2 separate regions of the Gossypium hirsutum genome follow, and region 2 is linked to region 1. Evidence: chromatin contacts called from public Hi-C data. All regions are on one chromosome and are shown on one strand. Each heading gives the region's core, a stretch centred on a gene start, on an enhancer-like site or on the middle of the called end of the contact. The rest is flanking DNA. Distances are from core to core; before and after follow the strand shown. Region 1 has its middle 5.1 kb from the start of TRNAM-CAU. Region 2 holds the start of LOC121230347 (multifunctional methyltransferase subunit TRM112 homolog A).

Region 1 (5,229 bases), core at 1,089-3,588:
TCAAATTAATTCCTACGTCAAATACCTCTTTCACTAATTAGCTTTCATAACCACCTCATACTTATTCGAAGATGAAAAACCTTCATGTTATGATCAACTCCATTCGAAAGTGCCACCTCTTTCTCGATTGACAATTACAGAATATCATGACTCCCTATTATATACCATCATGAAAGCTATTGATTTCAAGCTTTAGTCCAATAACCTTATCATATGTGTGTTTCCCTCATAGGATATCTATGATCCCTTAAATCCTTTCTCCTGATGTAATTAATTTTATCTCATGGTTACCATTGTATCTTCTGTAATGAAAATGATCGTTACTCAAATTAACAATGGTGAAATAATTTATCTTTTAAAAAAGACCCCTGGTGAGATTTCATTTTCATAATCCATGCAATGTAAATGAAATGATATCATTTACTTTTATCAAGCTATGATCCACTATTATGAGTGAAACCATATCGTGTGTAAGTTATATACTTACATGCCAACTTTCATCCAACTATCATGTGAGCACAAGTTTTCAATATATAAAGCACATGAATTACGCGCACATGGTTATTCACTTACTCAAGATTTAGATAAGTCTCGCCATAAACTTCACAAGCGAATAAACCCATAAGCAAATCTAAGATAATTTCAACTTGGGACTTATCCAATGTATTGCTAGTACAGACAATCACATTTATGTCTTTATTTCTGAGAGTCATTCTAGCTCCGATAGCCAAGACAAGCTATCTCCCAAATTGGCCTTATAGACAACATAATATTCCTCTATTATTTAAAGTATTTTCTCAATTTGATTTTGCATATTACGGACGATTTAGATTACCTAATAATATAAGTTGTTTTCTCATATTATAATTCGTCCATAGAATGCAATTTAGTATTAGTTAAACCTTAGGTAATCAATGAGTCAATATTTTCTTATTCATTTTGCTTTGCATACAAAAACTATTGATGACAAACTAGCATAGAGATAATGAATAACATTTGTTTAGTTCCATGAATAATCAGTTTGACCATTTAATATTTTATCAAATATGATAGAATTACTACACTAAGGGCATAAAATTCCTAATAACGAGAACTCCATTTGATAGAATCACTTAAGTGCCTTAGAACAAGTTTTCATGTGGCCGCCATGCAAATTAATCCTTTGACTTGAGATGCAATGTCATATTATATGAGGAATGTTATGTTTTGACTCATCATGAAACGAGCTCTATATTGATAGATGTTTAAGGTAGGATGTCTAGCCGTAACACGAATCATATCTAGTGAGGATCTACCACTATAAGTGATATTAAAGACATGTCATTTGATCTACCACTATAAGCGATAGTTTGGTAGGTCCATATTACGCTATAAAGCTAGCCACGAAAAGGTTTCATTGAAATTATCTTAACCTAACGACAATTTAGGTGTCATGATGGATTGTTAGATCCTACTCTTAAGCTTTAAGCATGGTTTGTTTTTAACCAAGTAATTTTATGTCTATTACCACTTTTGAGAACCTAATGGGTTACACATGATAAGACGAGGAATAAGGGTTAAACTTGGGTTTCAATTAAATATGACCTAATTGAATGAAAGATTTAATCCAAGGCAAATTGAGTTAGCAAATTGATGGTTCTTAATTACTAAGAAGGTAATTTCGATCAATCTATCAAAATTTGAGTTCATACAAATGTGATCTGGATGACCAAAGGTGTGATCAAAATTTATCCGGTAACCATCTAAGAAAATTAGCAAACATGTAGCCATTGGGTAAAAATGATTTTAATTGAACCATTTGGGTATTAAAAATTATTTTACTGAATTAATTTTATTATTAGACAATTTAATTAAGTCCAAGTTAATTAAAATTAAATCAATTAGGCCTACATGTAAATGATATTTTAGTAAGAGCCCAATATTTAATTAAAAAACTAGCTCTTACTTGGAGCCCATGCATTGTGTAGCATGTTTTGTATTGAAAGATCATACACAAGCCTAATTAGGGGATAAAGAAAGAGGAGAGTTTTAGTTTTTGCAAAAAATCCTAAAACCACTACTCTAGTTCTTCTCTTTATGTTGTATGACAATATTCTTCTCCATGTAGATATATTTCTTATTTTAACTAGTCTCGGTTTAATCAAATTGGAGTAGATTGCAATCGGAATGAACCAAAGTCTAATTGGATTATTTGAGAGACAGCAACTTTTGGCTAGGGTATTCTCCACCATAGCTGACCACCTTGTTTGTTACCTATGGGGTTTTTGTTAAGATCGTTGATTGTTGAACTAGCACTGAATAGACCCCAAAGCCTTTGGAAGGCTTCAGTTCTCATCCATGTGAACTGCAGTAAAGGAAAACTTTTAAAACTTCAGACCCCAAAGCACTTGGGTTCTTCTTTGTTGGGAGGATTTGGAAATTTCAGCAGTAAGCACACTTATTAGAGATAAGAACATCTTGATTCTTCATATCAATATGCTCTGAATATTGCTTGTTTAGTGATTAAAAAGGCAAGCAATAATTTTTTATTATTTATAATTTCCCATGAAATTATTTGGTAATGGAGAGTATAAAAGCTTGATGGGGTTTTAGAGAGTTTGTTTTAATTTGTGGGCTTTTCTATGATTTTCTTTTCTACTTTTGGTAAAAAAATTTCCCAGTAAAATTACATGGATTGGTATCTTTGTAATGTTATGGAGGATCTCATTGTCCCTAGAAATCAAGGATTAGAACATAATCTCCCTCCTGCAAATTTTAAGTGGACACGAATTTTAACAATGAATGCTTTGGTGAGGATGAATTTAAGTGGTGATAAACTCAAGTTCAACTGCAAATTATGCCATGATGCAGCTGATGTTAAGTATCCATCAACATTAAAAGAAAGTATTTTGGATTAATTATGAAGAGGTCTCTATAAATCTATTCAAAAATAAAAGGAAATGTAATATGTCAATCACTTTATAGATTAATATGTCACATCAGCATTCGTTAGTGAATTAACAAAAATTTTAATAATAGTGACTAATTCGAACAATTATCTTAATTAAATTGACTAAATTGAGAAATTCTTTTAAAATAATCAAAATAGGACAAACCTTATTTTAAAGTATTCTTTACCTTATATTCTAGAAATTCTTATTTAGATGGCATGAATATGAATGTATTAATAATTTTTAAAAATATACATACGCCCTAAACATATCTCCAATACCCATAGTTTAAAATGCCCGACCCATAAACACACTTGATTATAATATTATATTATATTTGTTTCGTGTTTTTAATTTTATATATATTAAAGTGAGGAATACAAATAATATAATTTGAATTTATGTCAAATGAGTATTTGATAAAAACTTTAACCAGTGTCGTAAATATTCTACATTGGCCACCAATCCTTCCTTCCGGCGGCAAAAGTCAATATTGTTTTTCCTTTTGCATTTCATTTTCAGGCGACTCCACCACGAATCTATAAAAAAAAATTTGAAGCGTCCAGTTTGGTGATCTATTTTTAAAGCCAGATGTTAGTTATATTCATCATCATCATAGGCCCCCATCTAATCATCAATCTCCTTAAATTAATACTACAAAAAAGTCAGCAGTTTAGGGTTTCAACTTTCAATCTTTATTAGTTTTTACTTGATTATAAAATTTAATTATTTTCGAGTTTGTAACAATTTTTCTCAATTATATCATCTTAAAAAACTAAACTCAAATTTTCTCTTAAAGTAAGGATTTCAACTTTCAAATATAGCTCTTAAATTCTACACCTTCAAGCTTAATTGCATGGTGACATTATAAACTTACCAGAATCATTGAAACAACTAATTTTTTAAAATTAATATTTTGTGTCAGGCTTTATATTTTCAGACAAAAGTCCCTTTCCATGGGTCTAGAACTTTTTTTTGCTTTAAAACAGAAGCAAGATTTTGTTAAGACCAATTGCAATTGTTCATTTACTGTTATCCCAAATTTGGTTAACTGGTTAAAGCTAATATGATAATGGAAAATTCACACATTAAAAAAGAAGAAAGAAAAAAAGAAGCAGCATTGAACATATTGCATGAGCTGATAAATAAAGCTGCAAAGTATTGAATTATTTGAAACTATTTTTTATAAGCCCATAACAAAGAACGAATCTTTGCTGTCAATATTCGTATTCATGAGCATTACCTACAAAAATATTATGCAAAATCAAATTCAGGGTTTTGTATATCTGGTAATGAAATAGTGTTTTTATGTTATTTAAGTTTTTTGGCAAATTCAATTTGTGAATAAAAATAAAGATCATATTGATGAAAGATGTAAATATTGAGGATTAAATTTAATATTATATAAAAAAAATCAACACGGAAAAAGAAGGGAGAGGCAAATCTTTTTGGTGGGGGAAATGAAGGATGACTTCCATAATAAGTGGCAGACTGTGAGGGAGGAATATTGTTGGAAGAAAAAAAAAAGAAGCATTAAAATTGTCAACATGGGCTGAAAATATGCAAAGAGACTGCAACTTTTAAATAGCCATTGATTGGGGTTTGTTAGATGGGTGGAGGTGGGTCATCTATGACCACAACCAAAAGGAAGAAATCAAATCTTTTTTCTTTCGTTCTTCTTTGTGAGTGTAAAAAGAAAGAAGATGAAATAATCCAGCTCGTTATTCTCCAACAACTATACTTTCTTATAGCTGTTTCCTTCCAATATCAAATTTATTGGATTTTAATATGTTTTCTTGGGAAAATCAAAGTACTAAGGAGTTAAAAAAGGGATTAATTTGAATTATTATAAAGGTAATTACATCATTTAATCAAGGGTTTAAGGTACCTAATTTGGTTATATTCTACTTCTAGGTTGACAAATATTAATCTCAAGACTTATATAATTTGAAATTTTTTAAGTATCAGTTTACTATAAGGAGTAAACAACGTACACGAAATAAATTAATCTAACTCCTCCAAGAGAGAGTCTTCAAATAATCTTATCCTGTTTTTCTGTTATGAACCATCTTGATAAGATTATCTGTGATTAAATTTTCTTTTCGAGGGATATGTTGAATCTTCTAATGTTTTACCATTTTCAAGAGTTGATGAATTCTTCTGCCTAAGGCGGAATTGGAATCTCTGAAAAGTCTCTCCTAAATGGCGTTATTAGCTTCCAGGCTGTCTATTTGTATTAAGACCCTTTCAAAATTTTAGTTAGAAATAAGCTGCAACCCATCCAAGATACCCGAAGCAC
Region 2 (5,831 bases), core at 155-2,654, 99 kb before region 1:
AGTTAGCCGACAGTCAAGCATAGGGACGGTGGCTAGGTTTTTTAGTCTTCTTCTCTTATTTTTTTCTAATTGCTATGGGCTAGTGTTAAAGGGTTTTGGGCTGTTGGTTTTTTAAATATTGGGCTTTTTAGCCCGGGTATAATTTGGGCTATGCAAATATTTTATTTAAAAACTATTTTATTAAATTTGAAAGATCTATCACTTCAAAATTGATAGATTATCTCGTCAACATTTATAAATTTCCATTTTAAAATTAGAATTTACCATTTTATCTTAATTCAATTCATATTTATCATTGTATTTTTTAAATAAAATAACTTTCTTATTATACTAATTTTACATTCAACTACTTCTCTTGCCTAATGAAAGCTTTTTCAATATATATATATTTAATAACAATTATAATAAATTATAATTCAATTCAATATTCACTAGCATAATTGTGCTTTAACCCTTTTATATTTTCATTTAAAAATAACTAAAAAAAATTGTAAATTTCATCACTGTCGATAACAATTTAATATAAAAATAATTAATATTTTTAATTATATTTAATAATTTAAATGAAATGATTTACACTAATCATAATAAATTAAAATTGCATTATTATTATTTCGATCAGAAGCTTTTCTATGAATACTGATAAATGCATCGCAACTTTGATTCATTAAAATGCATTATTTAATAAATTAAAATCAGTGACATGATAATTAAAACAACACAAACAAAAAGAAAATGAAAGACTATAAACCCTAATTAAAAACCGGTGAGGCCCAGTGGCGCAGCCGTATCAACCACCATTCCCTTAAACCTCATCTTCATGCAGAAGCATATTGGGGATTCCCTTATTAACCGGAAACTTCCTGCCAGTCTCGGGACAAACAAGAGCACCTTCCTCAAGATGAAGCTCCAAAAGGGCATGGTGGAACTTCGTCAAGAAGTCCAGGTCCGACTCTAGCACCGACGGATCAGGTGCCTGCTCAGGAAGCTCGACGTAGCCCATAGTTCTGGCAGCATCGGAAAACGCTTTCCAATCGATCTTGGGAAATATATTCCTGAGGAAATCGTGGTTGATTTCGACTTGCTTCTCCACCACTTTCTCCACTTCAATCTTGAGAGGGAAGCCCTTGGTTACCCCCTTGATGTTTGACGACAACATGTTGTGAGTTAGCAACCTCATCTCTTTCCTCTGTTTTCCCTTTGCTTTCTTCGTTTCGGGCTTTGCCGTTATATTAAGCACAAAAAGCACTAGGCTGGTTTATGCTTAGCTTGTTCCTTGGGGATTTTGTAAAGTTCCTTGTCTCTTGTGATGGGTTTTGTATCGTTTAAAGGACGAATCTATCCTCCTTGTGTGGTCAATTTTTGGGGGTAATATAGTAAATTGTTGGCCCAATTTTGATTTGGGCTTTGTTAGCCCAACCTTAGAAATTAGGCATAGCTCAAGATATACCATTTTTTGGTATTAAATTAAATAGAAATATTATTAAATCTACAATTGGGCCTAACTCAAGTGATGGAAAGGGTTCAGGGATGAAGCCACGTAAGAAAGGACTAAACTTCTTTAGCTAGATGGGCAAATTTCGTTTTAGTCCCCTTACTCTCATTGGCTGGGGTAGGCCATATACCCTGCCCAGAAACAGACATTATTGACCACCAAAGTTCCATTTCCATTATGTTTTTCCCAAGTTAATTTCCTATACACCATGCAATGAAATATTATGGTACTCAATGAGTTAAAAGAATAAAAAAAGAAATGGTGACCGAAGGCTTTTTTAAAGAAAAATAAATTGATTTCTATTTAATTGCCAGGCAAATCAATGTGTGTTTTTTCAAGTGTACCACACCACCTATTTATACATAAACTATATGCTAATTTTAGGTTCGTTCTACCTACCACTAACTACATAAATTAATTTCAGATTTCTTTTCTAATTTTGGCTTTTACAATGTCAAAATCTGATCAGTCCTTCAAATGTCCCAAATTTATGATTCGGTCCCTGTTCTATTTCCCATGCTTTAATTTAACCCTTTCTTTGCTTGTCTTTAATTTAAAACACCCGAATTTCATCCCCGTCAATATTTAAACACAAAATTCACCAATTACCAGGAACTAATTTAAGAACAAATCGAGTTAAGCATGAAAAATATGCAAAATGAACAAGCTATCACATTCTCTATTATATTTCTCTTCTTTTGAAATTTTTGATTTTTGTACTTAACAAAATAAATTTCTTTTCTCTTTGGTGTTAAATAGTTTATTTGTTTTTGGTTATAACGACTTAACAATAAAAAGTAATAATTTTTTTTATATATTTTCAATAATTTTGCTTTTAGGCTCTGGTTGTTTATATTTTCTAACGATAGTCTTTAAATGTGGTTAGACTATGTTGCATCTTTTTAATTCCAATGTTTAGCATATTCTCGGTTATATGATCTAGTCTAATTTTTATTTTTGGTTTGCAATAGCTTATTAGCTCGACTTTCCTGCCTTACAAAGACAAAATGGTAGCTTTGGAGATGTACAGATATCTAGCTGAGCATCATGATGATTGGATCTTATGTTGTCATCGTCTTTATAAAAATTAGCTCGACTTTCCTGCCTTATAAAGACAAAAGGGCAGCTTTGGAGATGTATAAATATCTAGCTGAGCATCATAATGATTGAATCTTATGTTATCACAGCCCAAGGATTTTTGTAGTATGCCACCCAATTATGTAGTACACATTCAAGACAAGATTAAAAAAAAGCCCCATTCAAATAATAGAATGAATTCATATGAGAAGAAACTCTAGTTTAAAAATTTTTTATCGAATATGGAAAATGCTAATTTAAAAGTAAATAGCCAGGCTGCATTATACCCTTAAGTCTTGAATTCACTTTTAAAGTATCTCAAAAGTTTGAATTCCCAGTTATTTAAAGGTTCTTCAACTTTATTAGAGTTAACAATTTTTTTTAAAGCTTGAACTTCTTTTTTTTTACAAGATATTCTGCTTTAGTAGTATTAGCATAAGATTGCAGCAATCTTGCTTTGAACTAGTATGAATGTCCGTAAGGATCTCCTATGCTATTGTATTGGTAAACGGCAACACAGGATATAAGATTATTCTGCTTTAGTAGTATTAGCATAAGATTGCAACAATCTTGCTTTGAACTGGTATGAATGTCCGTAAGGATCTCCTATGCTAATGTATTGGTAAACTGCAACACAGGATATAATACATGGAGATACCATTAGACCAAATGTAAACCCACATATGTATTTATTGAAAGTCCTAACAAATTGGCAACTATTGGAACACGCCATATAGGCCACTATTGCAATAGTAATGACAGCAATGGCAGAAGAAGCAGTGGCATAAACTTTTCTATACTGTAGTCAATATAGAAGAAAATCACAGCCAAAGGATTTCTGTAGTATGCAATCCCAATTATATAGTACACATTCAAGACAAGATTAAAAATAAAAAAAAGCTCTATCCAAATGATAGAATGAATTCATATAAGAAGAAGCTCTAGTTTAAAATTTCTTTATCGAATATAGAAAATCAATAATTTAAAAGTAAATAGCCAGGCTGCATTATACCTTAAGTTTTGAATTCACTGTTAAAGTGTCCCAAAAGTTTGAATTCCCAATTATTTAAAGGTTCTTCAACTAACAATTTTTTTTAAAGCTTGAACTCTTTTTTTTTGCCATTGATGTAGGGTGTTGGAATTCACTGTTTAAAGGTTCCCAATTATTTAAAGCTTGAATTCACTGTTAAAGTACCTCAAAAGCTATTAACTTTTTTTTTTTTGCCATTGATGTAGGGTGTTAGAGATTCATACTAATTTACATGTGATTTAAGTTTTTAGAAAAATGGGTAATTGTTAATGGTCAAAATCGGATCATCCTAGTTTTCAAGACTTGAGTTTTGTAACTTAATTTTCAGCTTAAATTATTTAGCCTTGTACCAAACTATGTTAGCTAAATTGATTGTTAGCATTAAAAAGAACCTGAATGACATAATGTTGGAGTAAGATAGTCGAGCTATAGGAGAAAGCATGATAAGCACATAATAAGTTGTATTCTCAAATCAGAAGTGTTTTTTATCTTTTATTACATTTGGGGCAACTTAAAGTTTTAATTCTTTTTCCGCACTTTAAATTTGAGCATTTTGGTTGGTTGATTACATTTTGTAGGTTGTTTTTTGTGCTGTTTCACTATCATTTTTAATGTTGTTCCACTGCTGCTTTTAATGTTGTTTCGCTGCCGCTTTTAATATTATTTGGATATTATATAACCTTTATTTTATTTTTTTTATCTCTAGACAATCTCAAACTATATGAATTAGTATTTGATTCTTTATAAAATATAAAACATGAAATTGTATTTAGACATTGTAAGTGTTGGTAATGAGTTGTAACAGTCTATTACAATTTACTTTAGCAATAACCATGTTTAGACTTATTTACTTTAGTAGTAGCCTTGTCCGCTAATTTTTGAAATGACGATGATATTGTGGAAATTTGTTTGGCTATAGAATGTTCCTATGGTTAATTCTTCATTTGATCATTGTCTCCTTTGTTAGTTTAATTTTTATTTTTGGTTTGCAACAGCTATGTTGGAACTAGATTGTGCTATTATAGAACGGGATGATAGTGTGTATTATAGAGTGCTAAAGATTTCAGGAAAATAAATTAGCTCCATTTTCTTGCCGTTTAAAGACGAATAGAAAGCTTTGGAACTATACACACATTTAGTGGAGCATCGTGATGATCGGATATTATGTTGCCATCATCTTGTATACTATCAAGATGAATGGTTACTTGCGTTAGAATGTTTTAAAAAAGTAGTAATGTATTTTAGTGAAAAGATGAAGAAGTGGAAAGATAGTTTTTCAAATCGGAGTGAGGATATGCGGTTTAGTTACATTAGAGAAAATTTCTGTAAGATCTTTCACTGTGCTACTCGTATTTAGGGCTATTGGAAACTCGAGGAGTCTAACACACCCACTATAAAGGACTTAGGATCTACAACTAATACTACACAACTTTTTGAAGTCGATTAACCTTTTATTTTTTAACTTCTTAGTGCACTATATCATTCAGGTCGGCTTTGCCAACCATATATCATTTAGGTGGCAGAGCCGACCATATATTAAAACCAACCCAAGTGCACTAAGTATTGAGAAACCTAAGGCTTAACCGAGACTTACAATTATAAGAGAAGAGAACACTTTTATTAAAACACAATACAATTATAACATGACTCACAGTTACCTCACTACTCTTCTCTTCTCTATCTCTACCTCTCACACTCTCTTGCTTAAGGCTCTCCCTTATACCATAGCAAGAATGCCACCTCTATTTATAGAGTTTAGTAACCGTTAGATTGTTGATACATGTCAACATCCTTGTCATTGATTTTACAAATATCTAATAGCTAGAATGTTCATCTAGAATATCTAGTGATCTTCTAGATAATATCTTATTTCTTATATTCTAGAATCTTCCTAAGGAAATATCTTTTAAAAGGATAGGTTTGGATTTTATTTAAAAATTGTATTGGCTTTCAACAGGGCCAAAAAAAAAGTAATCAAAGGAAATGCAAAAGCATTTAACGCAATATCCGAAAAAGTGCATATTCATTACGAATATCGATAGTCAGGTAAAAATCTTACCCAATTTAGATGCACGTAATAGCAAAATGAGAGATGATATTGACGAGCTAAAAGTTTTGATGGACTACATCATCAATTTGCCGTTCAAATCTGCTATCCAAGATTATAAAAATTTCAGTATGCCAACTGAACTGATATCTTTTCTTAACAATCTCGATTCTAAAATATTG

Evidence for each region. Hi-C and Micro-C count contacts between places; a contact is called where the count stands out from the background.
Region 2: a contact with region 1 is called in a Hi-C map of leaf, with 4 times the contacts expected there. The contact joins the promoter of LOC121230347 here to the enhancer-like site in region 1. A contact is called at or near these places in 6 of 34 Hi-C or Micro-C datasets (hypocotyl, leaf and seedling).

The regions. Positions count from the first base shown.
Region 1 is chrA06:4,644,145-4,649,373 of Gossypium_hirsutum_v2.1, reverse strand. No RefSeq gene overlaps it. Among protein-coding and RNA genes, the nearest start is that of TRNAM-CAU, 5.1 kb to the left of the region's middle. Within about 2 kb of position 2,338, at least 4 of the 9 cell types and tissues checked have an H3K27ac peak or open chromatin away from gene starts, as enhancers often do.
Region 2 is chrA06:4,741,378-4,747,208 of Gossypium_hirsutum_v2.1, reverse strand. It overlaps LOC121230347 (multifunctional methyltransferase subunit TRM112 homolog A), which reads right to left and starts at 1,404. Exons shown (of 1, transcript XM_041114954.1): 1 at 589-1,404. The coding sequence starts at 1,180. The coding sequence ends at 806. It overlaps LOC121230348 (a long non-coding RNA gene), which reads left to right. Exons shown (of 2, transcript XR_005928281.1): 2 at 1-211.